Regions from separate parts of the Triticum aestivum genome. Here region 2 is linked to region 1. Evidence: chromatin contacts called from public Hi-C data. All regions are on one chromosome and are shown on one strand. The core of a region is the stretch at or near the end of the contact, and the rest is flanking DNA. Distances in the headings are between cores, read along the strand shown. Region 1 holds the start of LOC123069633 (RNA-binding protein P). Region 2 overlaps LOC123069634 (translin-associated protein X).

Evidence for each region. A called contact is a pair of places that touch in the nucleus more often than the background predicts.
Region 2: a contact with region 1 is called in a Hi-C map of leaf, with 5 times the contacts expected there. The contact joins the enhancer-like site here to the promoter of LOC123069633 in region 1. A contact is called at or near these places in 3 of 5 Hi-C or Micro-C datasets (all in leaf) and 1 of 1 datasets of contacts at active chromatin or transcription factors (leaf).

What each region holds. Positions count from the first base shown.
Region 1 is chr3B:262,193,199-262,199,369 of IWGSC CS RefSeq v2.1, reverse strand. LOC123069633 (RNA-binding protein P) reads left to right here and starts at 2,666. Exons shown (of 2, transcript XM_044492539.1): 1 at 2,666-4,226; 2 at 5,196-5,462. The coding sequence starts at 2,799. The coding sequence ends at 4,226.
Region 2 is chr3B:262,329,951-262,336,121 of IWGSC CS RefSeq v2.1, reverse strand. It overlaps LOC123069634 (translin-associated protein X), which reads left to right. Exons shown (of 7, transcript XM_044492540.1): 7 at 755-1,040. The coding sequence ends at 858. Among protein-coding and RNA genes, the nearest start is that of LOC123069634, 21 kb to the left of the region's middle. Within about 2 kb of position 2,286, at least 3 of the 8 cell types and tissues checked have an H3K27ac peak or open chromatin away from gene starts, as enhancers often do. A contact at or near this core is called in leaf, where this site is marked.

The sequences.
Region 1 (6,171 bases), core at 1,417-3,916:
TTATGCGGTCTGACCGATAAAGATCTTCGTAGAATATGTAGGAGCCAATATGGGCATCCAGGTCCCGCTATTGGTTATTGACCAGAGACGTGTCTCGGTCATGTCTACATTGTTCTCGAACCCGTAGGGTCCGCACGCTTAAGGTTACGATGACAGTTATATTATGAGTTTATGCATTTTGATGTACCGAAGGTTGTTCGGAGTCCCGGATGTGATCACGGACATGACGAGGAGTCTCGAAATGGTCGAGACATAAAGATTGATATATTGGAAGTCTATGTTTGGACATCGGAAGTGTTCCGGGTGAAATCGGGATTTTACCGGGTTACCGGGAGGTTACCGGAACCCCCCGGGAGCCATATGGGCCATCATGGGCCTTAGTGGAAAGGAGAAAGGGGCAGCCCAAGGGGGCTGCGCGCCTCCCCCCTTCCCCTAGTCCTATTAGGACTAGGAGAGGTGGCCGGCCACCCCTCTCCCTCTTTCCCCCTTGGGAATCCTAGTTGGAATAGGATTGGGGGGGGGGGAGTCCTACTCCCGGTAGGAGTAGGACTCCTCCTGCGCCTCTCCCTCTTGGCCGGCGCACCCTCCCCCCTTGGCTCCTTTATATACGGAGGCAGGGGCACCTCTAAACACACAAGTTGACACAAGTTGATCCACGTGATCGATTCCTTAGCCGTGTGCGGTGCCCCCTGCCACCATATTCCTCGATAATACTGTAGCGGAGTTTAGGCGAAGCCCTGCTGCTGTAGTTCATCAAGATCGTCACCACGCCGTCGTGCTGACGGAACTCTTCCCCGACACTTTGCTGGATCGGAGTCCGGGGATCGTCATCGAGCTGAACGTGTGCTCGAACTCGGAGGTGCCGTAGTTTCGGTGCTTGATCGGTTGGATCGTGAAGACGTACGACTACTTCCTCTACGTCGTGTCATCGCTTCCGCAGTCGGTCTGCGTAGGGTACGTAGACAATACTCTTCCCCTCGTTGCTATGCATCACATGATCTTGCGTGTGCGTAGGAATTTTTTTGAAATTACTACGAAACCCAACAATATTTTCTCAAAACAATGTTGTGTTGCACCCTACTTCTAAAGGATCTCACAAACAATCAGCATAACACACACCATTTTCTATTTGCCAACAACATGTTTCCTCCTCCTCATGAGGCGACTCGCGGACGATTAGGTTACCCCCTCACCTCGTCAGCACCGTCCCTTGTTTGCCCTGCTTTTGATGGACTTTGGGTCGCGGAGGTGTCATAGGCCTCACTCCCCCATCACATACGGGAGGGATCCCCACTCGTGTTCTTGTTAGGTCCGACGTCTTGAATGAGGTCATGTGGCGGCGACGATGTCTCTCAGTATGAATAATGTCTCCCATGGCTAATCTCGTTCCAATAGTGTGTTTAGCATCGCCGAAAGGCGTGTGGAGGTATGTCTCCGTCGGATAGCACACGATTCAATCGGTGCTGGTCTTCGGTGGATTTGTTTGGATCTAGTATTTGGCCGTGTGGTTACAAGTTTGATCCTTCCGATCTACGATTCTCTTTCATCGGCGATGGTTATTGATCGGGCGCGTTGGTCCTGTGGGGTTGTCAGCACGATGCTTCCCCGACTATCTACCACAACAAGGTTTGCCCGGCTCTAGTGACGGAGGGATGAAGACAACAACACATCTTCGACTCGCTTCAGTGCTTGTAGCCGTCGCTAGATGGTCCATGGACTTGGTTGTAATTGTTTTTTACTTCCAGTGTTCCTTGTACTGCTGTGACTGGTTATGACTCCCTCCGTCCCAAATTATTTGTCGTAGAAACGAATGTATCTAGACGTATTTTTAAATCTAGATCCATTTCTCTCTATCTATGCGATGAGTAATTCCGTGCGAAGGGAGTAGTTGCAAAAGAAAAACACCCTAATTGCAATAAAATAAAATAAAATAAAGAACATACTCTCTTTTTTAAAAAAGGAAGGGTCCTTGCCGTGGGCTACAGCTGGTCAAACAGGCCGTGCTAACTGGGTCGGCCCGGTAGCACGCAGGAACGGCACGGCACGGCCCGGGCTAAACGGGCCAGGCACGGCACGGCCCGGGCTAAACGGCACGGCACGAGGCACACCATGGCCCTGGAGGCTGGGCACGCGGGCTGGCACGACACGACCCGTTTATCTTTTTTTGAAATATATAAATATATATGTCCTATATAAATACCTAGTACTCTAATATGTTTAATAATTTTGTAGTGCATGCGTACATTTCTAGTGCTCTAATATGTTTTTTAATCTTTTTAATACTTCACCATATTTTTTTACATTTTTTGCCTTTTTCCCTTTTTGACGGTATTTCATAGAAAAAAATCAAACCGACACATACCGGCGTGCCTAAACGTGCCATGGGCCGGCCCACTTAACTCCCATGCCGTGCTTGGGCTGTTGCCTGCAGCACGTGGGCCGGCCCGGCCCGGCCCGGCTATTAGTCGTGCCAGGCCTGTTTATGGCGGGCCGGCCCGTTTGGCCAGCTCTGCCCTGGGCGTTCTTCTAACAATTGTAGGCCAAGGAGACAACAGGGATTGCTTAGCCTATCCATCGTCGCCCATAATAAAGGAAAGGAAAACACCCATATAAGATTCTCAAAAAATAATAATAAAAGGAAAACACCGATATAACGGTGCCGTGAACTAGCCACCCGACCGCGTGGCGGTACGAATCGTCGCCTTGTCACCCAACCATCCCATATCCGACCCCATCCCTTCCCAAACCGTCGAACCCTAGCTCGCCTTCGCCTCCAATCTCCCCACCTCGCCGTCGCCATGGGCAAGAAGCGGAAGCTCGAGCCGAAATCCACCTTGGCAGCAAACTCCCCCGCCGCTAAGGCTCCAGCTGCCGCAAAGATCGCCGAGCCGGCAGCTGCTCCCCCCCAGCCCGAAACCCTAGCCGAGTACTACCCCACTTCCTCCCAAACCGTGGCCCAGGAGAGCGGGTCCATCGCTGGGGGCGCGGCGGTGAAGCAGGAGGTGGGCGGCGAGGAGGACGAGTGGGAGGAGGTGGAAGAGGAGGAGGAAGAGGAGGTCGAGGAGGAAGAACAGCAGCAGGCCGAGGAGGGCGACAGCGACCCCGCCTCGATCCAGGCGCTACTGGAGGTGTTCCCCAAGGAGCAGCTCGTCGAGCTGCTCCGCGACGCCGCCGTCCGCCACGGCGACGTGCTCGAGTCCGTCCGCCGAGCGGCCGACGCGGATCCAGCCCAGCGGAAGATCTTCGTCCACGGCCTCGGATGGGACACCACCGTGGACATCCTCACCGAGGCTTTCCGCCCTTATGGTGAGATCGAGGATCTCAAGCTCGTCTCAGACCGTAACACGGGCAAGTGCAAGGGCTACGGGTTCATCCTCTTCAGCCGCCTTTCTGGCGCCCGCGCGGCCCTGCTGGAGCCCCAGAAGAAGATCGGCAACCGCACTACCTCCTGCCAGCTTGCTTCTTTGGGCCCTGTCCCACCTGGCGGTGCGGCCAACAATCCTATGTTGGCTACAGCTCCAGCTCCGGCTCCAGCAGCCTTGATACTACCGCCAGTTTCTGAGTACACACAGCGGAAGATTTTTGTTAGCAATGTTGGCGCAGATATCGACCCACAGAAACTGCTGCAGTTCTTTTCAAAGTATGGTGAAATTGAGGAGGGTCCTCTTGGGCTCGACAAGGCAACCGGAAAGCCCAAGGGTTTTGCTCTGTTTGTTTACAGGACCCTTGAGAGCGCCAAGAAGGCGCTCCAGGAGCCGCACAAGTCATTTGAGGGAGTTATGCTGCACTGCCAGAAGGCAATCGATGGGCCAAAACCCAACAAAGGAGGAGGATATGGTGCCACAACTACAAGTGGGAGGAAGGGCGCTGCTGGCTATGGTGCTGGTAGCCATTCTCTGCCTGGCACTGTTGGTGCTGGTTATGGGATGGCATCTCCAGCGAGCCTGGCTTCAATGCCTGGGCCTGTACCTGGTGGTCCAGGGATGAATCCTGCACTGGGCCAGGCTTTAACAGCTTTCTTGGCCACCCAAGGGGGAGGGTTGGGTCTGAATAACATCCTTGGAGTTGGTCCTAATAGTTCAGGGGTGCCAAATTCAGGGTCTTCTGGAGCTCTTGGTGGTGGCGGTGTACCTGGAATGCCTGGCAGTTATATGGGAGGCTATGGGGGTGGTGGCGGGTATGGTGGTCCACCGGGAGGTCCAGGAAGAAATTACATGGGTCATTAGGTAAGATTTGGTCGGTCGATGTGTCCTAACTGTAGAAGCTACATATAGTTCTGAACTTCTGATATCTGATTTACGTCAAGAAATTACTTTCCTTGTTTTTCTTATCTGTGAAGAAGTTAGCTTTGCATTTACAGTTTTACACTGGTATTAGTCTTGCATTTTTTATTTACTTATTCTATCTTTTTTTGTTTCTTCAAACCATTTTTTCTTAGCATAAGCTGAAATACTCTAAGCATATGATAGTTCTAAGTTCTCTAATGTGCATTCTGATGAGATCTAGGATGTGCCTGAATGCATTTGTCTAATTTGCTGCCTTACTGCGGTCCAATATGACAACCTGAACTACAAAATGAAGTTAATGCCTTCTATTAGCTTTTTGAAATTGTAGGTCATCTGTTAAGTAAGGAACCAGTACTTCCCGACAAATTGCTTCTTAGTTTTAGTGATGGTCCTTCCACATGTATTACATTTGTTGCATAAGAGCTAGCCAAGCTAACATTGATCGACGTTGAGGTTTGAGAAATAAAACTAATATGCTTAAATAGTAATAGGTTGAGGCTAGAAGTGAAGGTGTTGAATATATGGGCTCTGTTTTAGTTTAATGATGCTTGATTTATGTTTTGTTTGCCTTATTCGATCTGTGGAAATTGGCTAAAAGATTGAAGGCTATGGCCTTGCAGTATCCTTGGGTAGGTTTGAATGGGTTTCAGTTTGCAAGCAAAGAATTTTTGGCAGGCCTTATCATTTGTGTCATCTCACAAACATTGTTTCACATGCATATGCACATTATACGTAGCTTGTATGCAGGTTTCAGTGCTTACATTAAAAAATGCTGTCACTTATTTTAATTATTGCAAACCCCAAGCTATGAGTTATGCATTTATTTAGCAGTTCATTTTCTTTTTTTGCATATTCAAATTTTGTTTAAGAACTATATCACTTATCTTTATCCATATTGCTATTTGGCAGGATGCTTATAACTATTTTTTTGTGGCCAGATGATTCTACGTGTTCCTGCGCCGCACTTATAAACATGCTGTTTTAGGCTGCTTCTCGCAAGTTGCTTACTCTAGCGGTCAAAGTTTTCATAAGAACTTTGATTTCCTCAATCCTATGTTTTCAAAATTGAACAAATCTATGTACAATTATTTAAATTTTCGAAAAGTTACTATTGTCTTGTGACCCTATTGTAAAAGACTTTCTATCGATTTAAAGCACCGTGGAATTTTTACTGCATTTTATACAAGAATTTTCAGTCATTATTTTTGGCATTTGTTGAAACCCAATTTGTGTTATTAAAAAAAATGCCATTCCCTACTTTTCTTGTCATGCTGATATGTTTCTGACCAGAAATGTTGTGTGGATTTATTTCTGAACAAAAAGTTGAATATTGCTTTGTTTACAAAGTAGGCATTTGTTTATTTTGGCCAAGTTTATCATTATCGTGAGATAAAGTTGGTTAAGGAGAATCTCTGGCAGATCTAGGAAAATATCAATGTGCTGATTTTAGAAAAGAGGCTATTGCATTCTCAAATGCGTTTTTTTGTCTATCTTGTCGGGCAGTCCAATTTTAGTTGTGTTGGTCTGAGGTCATAGGCGTAAATACTAAACAGAAGACCTTTTAGCAGCGATTTAGACTTTGGCCGTTGACTAATTTTTTGCCTGTGGGCAAGCTAGTAGTTGGAAAGGGCGAAGTAGGGGGAGGGATGTCCTCATCGAAGAGGTAGGGCTGTTGGAAGGGTGGGAGGGGCTGGCTTGATTGAACCCTCACAGGAAGACAAGTGCTCATATCTTTGATGTGGAGGAGGACTGCAGCAAAAGGAAGAGGAGGGAAGAAAAGATACAGTTCAAGATGAGGTGAATGGCTACTAAGTTGCTTTACAACCTGATTAGCACACTCTTATGTTCTTCATTTGTTTTTGCGTGTGATGTTTTTCTTTTGGTT
Region 2 (6,171 bases), core at 1,037-3,536, 140 kb before region 1:
TTGCACAAGTATGTAAACCTTGAACCTACATGTTCAGAGTTGATATATTTTTTTAGAATTCTTCAAAATGCACAAGTACCTAAACCTTAAATTCAAGCAAACATCCTTGCGGGTACAGTAGCTTTTCCCAAAAAGCTGTTTTACTTTGAATTTATTGAATATATGCAGGAAAAAACAAGTACACGATGTTTCTGCTGTTTATAAATAATAATTGTAATCCACTTAGTTTAAATGGTTTGATTCTCTGCCACAATGATAGTTCAGAAGCTTTTGTAGTTTTTACTTTTTCTGAACTATCTGGCACAAAAAACTTTGTTGAAAATTGATAATTTAGCTTATTCAAATATTTCAACGCTTCCTTCTATTTTGTGGAATTACATTTCAAGCACAACAGGTTCACAAGTACTGGGGATAGCTTAGGTCTGCTGTGCCGTCCACTTCATCAGTTATCTTTTTGCTTTTGTTTCAATATTGTTGATGTTATCTCCTGCCTGTCTTACTGTCATTTTTTGTCGGTGTATTTCTGTTTTTAAAACACATCGGACTAGGGGCACTACGTATTTGTTGATGTCCCCCCTGGCAGTGTTTCTGTATGTAGGTGTGCTGATTTAGTTTAGATCCACCTTCTCTGAATACCTAGATTTGCATTTGTGGTAACATCATAATCTTATGTTCGTTATTGTTGGATCCATATTAGGGCAGATGCAATTATACTTCTGCTGACTTTGACGCTGTGCATGTATATGTTATACAGCTTGCTTCAGTGTTCATGTGAGAGGATCTGAATACATCGCTATGCTGGGATCATCTGGCGAGTCAGACTATGCCTTCTTCGGTGCCGCCGACTATGACCAATGAAGCCAGACCGCCTAACAGACATGTTCGGGGACCTATCTCAAAAAAGAAGCTTTGAACATGACTGTATTATTTATTGCTTGTGCACAGCACACCGTAGAACATGTAATATCTGTATTCTGTAGCATTGCAAGACTAACCTAGCATTCTTCTTCTTCTATGCACTGGTTGTTTCTGTTTCCTTATCTTCTGATGCTCTTTTGTCCCCTCCAGAAAAGTCCCTTGAGGGTTCTGAACATCAGCTCTAATCACCTGATATGCGTTCAGACCTCACCAAAGTAGAGAGAAAATAATTGTCTTGTTAATACAATTTCAAGAAAAATCATCAAATCTCCAATTAGTTTGGATTGCTTACCACATGTCTTAATAATTATAGTGAGGTGTACTGGATAATTTTCTCTCAAAATATACCATCCCCTAGAGAACGCCGTAAGAGATGATATGCCGCCACCTTGGAACATTTGGAAGAGGTCGTACCCTGCCCATAGGAAATGTTCAGCGCTAGCCGCCGATCAACCGGCCTAGTTTTCAGTCGGTCACTGCACGGGCGTTGAATACGTGTGCGTGTGGCCGTCGGATCTGTCTTCCCATGTCGTTTTTTCTCCCCCAAAAGAACAGATCTGACTAGCGCAATCGAAAAAAAAAGCAGTGGCGCATCCGACACTTGCAGTGGACGAGCGAGGTGACCAACCTCGAAGCACCACCGCCGGTCGCAGTGCTCCATTGACGAGTTCGCGCCTCGGTTTGCTGGTCGCAGCAAAAACTCCCACCGGTAATAGCAAACATGTGTGCCAGTTCGAGCAAAAAAAACCATCGTTGATGCCACCCCGTCGCCATCATAGCAAAACTGCTCAATGATAGTTGCTTTTGTTTCTGAATGCAACAAAATATGGCGCCACCCCCTATCGCCCCCAAACCACTCCCATCGACGGGAGCAAAAAAATCCCTCACTTCAAACTTCTTTTGTTGCTGGTTGCAGCTATCTCGGCACCACATCTCCCCGCCATTGCATCACCCTTCGTCGGTTGCAGAAAAATAGAGGACCTGTTCTAGCATCCGATGGTTGTCGTTGTAGCACCGATATTGGTTGGTTGTAGCTTGCTGACAAACCGCGGCCGTGGTTCCAGCTCGGCGGGTGCTTGGTTCCATCATCCCTGTGGTCGGGGGTTTGAGCTCGTCGCATCGCCGTGGCCCCGATGGTCGTAGCCATGGAAATCGAAGATCGGCGGGCACGCGAGGTGGGCCTGTCGTCGCAGCCGCTCCCAATTGGGGTTTGGAGGTGATGGGTTGGTATTCCCATGGTCGAGATCAAGGAAGTGGGTAACGCCGGCGACTGTTGTCCCACCTCGCCTGCTCCCTTGGAGGGACGAGGATGCGGTGCTCTCGGTGAAGGAGAGGTAGAAGATGATGCTCGCAGTGGAAAAATGGAGATAAGGATAAGAGCAATGGGTGGTGGGCCATATGAAACATGTGGCACGTGGGGTAGGTTGCAGGGGCGCACAATGAAAGCCGGATCCAGCGGCTCGTGTAGCCAGCGGAAGTTTCGGCCGATTGGCCGAAATGAGTCATTATCCCAGGAAATTCAACGAACAAGCACCAAAAAGATTGTGTGTGATAATTCCAGGGTTCAAGTTCTCATGGACATGAATTTGTGTTCTTGTTCTTTCAAAAACAAAAAACAAAAAACAAAAATTGTTACAAGGGCTTCCCCTGCCGTAATCCTTTAAAAAAGTTGGTGAAGCATGTCGCGTGAGAATTGGGAGCTTTTGGAGAAGGATAATTCTGTGAAGCCATCTCAAATTGGCTACTAAATTCATCAAGTTTACGTCCATACATGCAACGAACCTTTTGCGCCGTATGTCGGTGTTAAAACCGGTGGATCTCGGTTAGGGGTCCCGAACTGTGATCTTGGATCGATGGGGAACAAGGGACGCAAAACACGATATTTATCCAGGTTCGGGCCCTCTCTAAGAGGTAATACCCTACGTCCTGCTTGATTGTATTGCTTGTGTATATAGGGGTTACAGAGTTGATCTACCTCAAGATCAGAGGAACTAAGCCCTAACTAGTAGGATGGTGATTGTTCTCATAGACTCTATGGACTAATCCCTCTGGTTTATATAGGCACCAGGGGTACTAGGGTTTATAGATAGTCGGTTACATCAAGGAAACGTCGGATCTTTCATCTTGACTTGGGGTACACTCCAAGGCACAAAAGGTCTTCGGTTCGGATATGGTGCGGCCCAATAGTCCGGCCCATGTGAGATGAGCCGGCACCCCGAGGACCGCCTAGTCCAGGACTCCCTCAATAGCCCCCGAACTAGCCTTCAATGGCCAGAGCTCCAAATGTTGCGCATTCCATGCTCTCCAAAGTCTTTGGCTTGCGACGCGAGTTCTCCATCTTCCTAAGGTTCGACTGTAGCAATTCGGCTGCCATGACTTCCCATCCTACCAAACTGTTAATGGGCCCGCATCATTAATGTGGTCAAGGGCGATCCTCAATTTTTGGGCGTCCCTCAGAAGATGAACAACCTTGCATTCTTTTTACAAAAACACCCTTCAGGGATCAAAGATCATGCCTATTAAATAAGCCAAAGGCGCATTGAGCGTCCCATTCATCTCCCAAATAGGAATCCAATCCTGCCCAAAGAAAGCTCAACACTCATGGCTAGTGCCCCAGGCTCATCCTCGCGCCCTCATGGCCAAGCTCTAGGTGACTGGTCCAGTGGCTCTGTTTCACGACTCCAGCTATGCGACCTGCAGTGGCAGGGGTACCTTCCAGCCGCAGATCTCGTGCCCATTCGCGCTGGATTGGCCTCGGCGAACGGCGAGGCCCTTGCAGAGAACTCTCCTACTCCAAGCAGAGATGAGAGGGTATGCTTCGTATCCTTCCTTCTAAGAGGTTTCAGATTTCCTATTCACCCCTTCTCAAGGTGCTGAGTTGGAATCCCATTCTAAGGATTCTTGTGGTTCCGGGGAATCCAGTTACAGGAGAACCAGGAACGGGGAGCTCTCCTCCTTTTCCGCCCGGCTCTTTGATCTTAAGAATGCTGGTTTTAAGAACGAGTGATTGCCCTTCTCCGACCCTTACTGCCCAACCGGAGAGCGGACGGCTAATGTGTTCCACTTATTGAACATGGTCTATGTTCGGTTCGTGACCCCTGGACGCCAAGGGCGTCCTTGGGGTGATCTCGTAGTTCCTACGGGGTGGAGACAATGGGGTCGGTCCATGGATTTTCCTTCCTTTTGTTACATTTTTCTCAAAGGGTTGAAGGGAGATAGTGCATCAAGTTATTCGCAAGGGCCAACTTGATCCTCTTCCCCAGGGATCCCAGATGAGGGAAGCCTATTAGAGTTCTACGGGATCCAACTCCACCATCTCACCCCCAGACCAATCCTGCACATCTCCGGCTTCATTGCTCTCTGTGAGATGTTTTTGGGCTACGAGGCCCATTTCGAATTATGGAGGAAGTACTTCTGCCTCGTCCCTCGTCCCCACAGGGGATCAATTTTTGAAGTAGGCAGAGCCGAAGTATGTCGTATAGCCGGCACGGGATATCCCATTGGGACCCCGAAGAATGGGCTTCAGAGTGGTTTTATATTGAAGACGTCCCCTTGTCCAAACCAGTCCGGAGGGGCTTACCCGATTATTTGGACGCTCCGCTAAAGAAGCGATTCAACTGGCGGCCCCGACTCCCTTCCCAAGAGGAATCCACTGAGGTGTGATGCCTGGCCACCAAGATAAGAGTGCTGGCCCACAGTAAACTGACCATGGTCGACGTAATAGCCACGGTAATGGATCGATGTGTGCAACCTCTTCAACAAAGGACGCACTCCCTGTGGTGCTACAACGGGGCAAGCGAAGCGTCCCGCTACAAGCGGCATGGACCGGACAACCAAAAAGCGATGGCTGCCATTTTGGCAGATCTTTTCAAAGGCGAGGAAGATGAGTTCGCCCGCCCGAGGAACTGGAAAGGCTACTCGGGCTACAACCCCAACGAATGGGGAAGTTAAACATGCACATACTGTCCGGATGTTATATCCGAATACTGACTGACTCAACCATTTTCCGAACAGAGCTAGAGACGTCAAATTGAAGGCACCAGCCGCCCTTCTCCTCAACCATAAGACCACTCCCGTGATGATGATCCAGGATTTCATGAGGATCCCGAGGTGTCCGTTGAGTTTGAGGATGGGGTTTTCTTTCAGGAAAGCCTTGACGGTTCCAAAGTGGCTATTATAGCCGATCACCTCGGGCTTCTCCCCTCTTTTGTCGTAAGTAACAATAGGGCCTCTTCTCAATTAGGGCATTCGCCTCGCACTGCTCCAGTTATGCTAACTTCTACTCCCAAGGGTCGTTGTACATCACGCCGAAAACCAACGGGGGCGACATCAATCCCCTCCAACAAAGGGGCCTTCAAACGAAAGACGACCATGGGTGATATGACAAGCATGTCTTCGGGAAAAAGGTGGTGTGATTATCATTAGTTCATTAGTGACCTCACCTGACATTCAACCTGTGCTTGTAGGAAAAAGGGACCACCTTAACCGTCTGAAGACGTCAAAGGGGTGTCTGGGCACGGTCGAAGACGCGTCATACAAGCAGTGGTCAGTGTGGGAACTTCCACTGCAGACCAGCCTTTAGAAGATCCCAATGATGTCTCGATCACCAATATGGAAGTTGAAAGCGTGATGAACCACCGACGATGGAAGGAATCCATGCGCCATGTCGCCTTTTTTGATCAAGAATTTAACACCTTTAATTCAGTCGACGCATACCTTGGAGCGGCTCGTACAGGCCTTGAGGGGATTGCTAACCTTTTATCGGCTAATATGCAGGTAAGAGATAGGTTCTAACAACCGAATATAAATGCTAACCCAGTAGCCCCCGAGCCTTGATTTGGGCGGGACGATCGAGTTAAGGGTCTGGTAATATAGTTTTTTATTGTTACCGGCAGGCTTCGAAGGACCAGAACAAGAAACTATCCGAAGGCCTGGACCTGAGCCGAACACAATTGGCTGATGTGAAGGCCGAATTAGAGGCTATGAAGAAGTTCACCCGCGAGGCCCATGGTGAGTTAAAGTTATGGACATGCATTAATGATGCTAATGTGCCCTATCTAACACCGGCCTTATATAGCAGTCGGATCCATATGTCAACTTCAAAAGGACTTGGATACTGCCAAAGAATCCCAACGGTATGCTGAATCACAGCATCAAGCCGGTCTATGGGTTCTAAAACGAAGCCATGAAGAAACCAACAAATTGAAGGCAGAGAATCAGCAACAGGTCAAGGAACTGGAGAGTTTGAAAGCT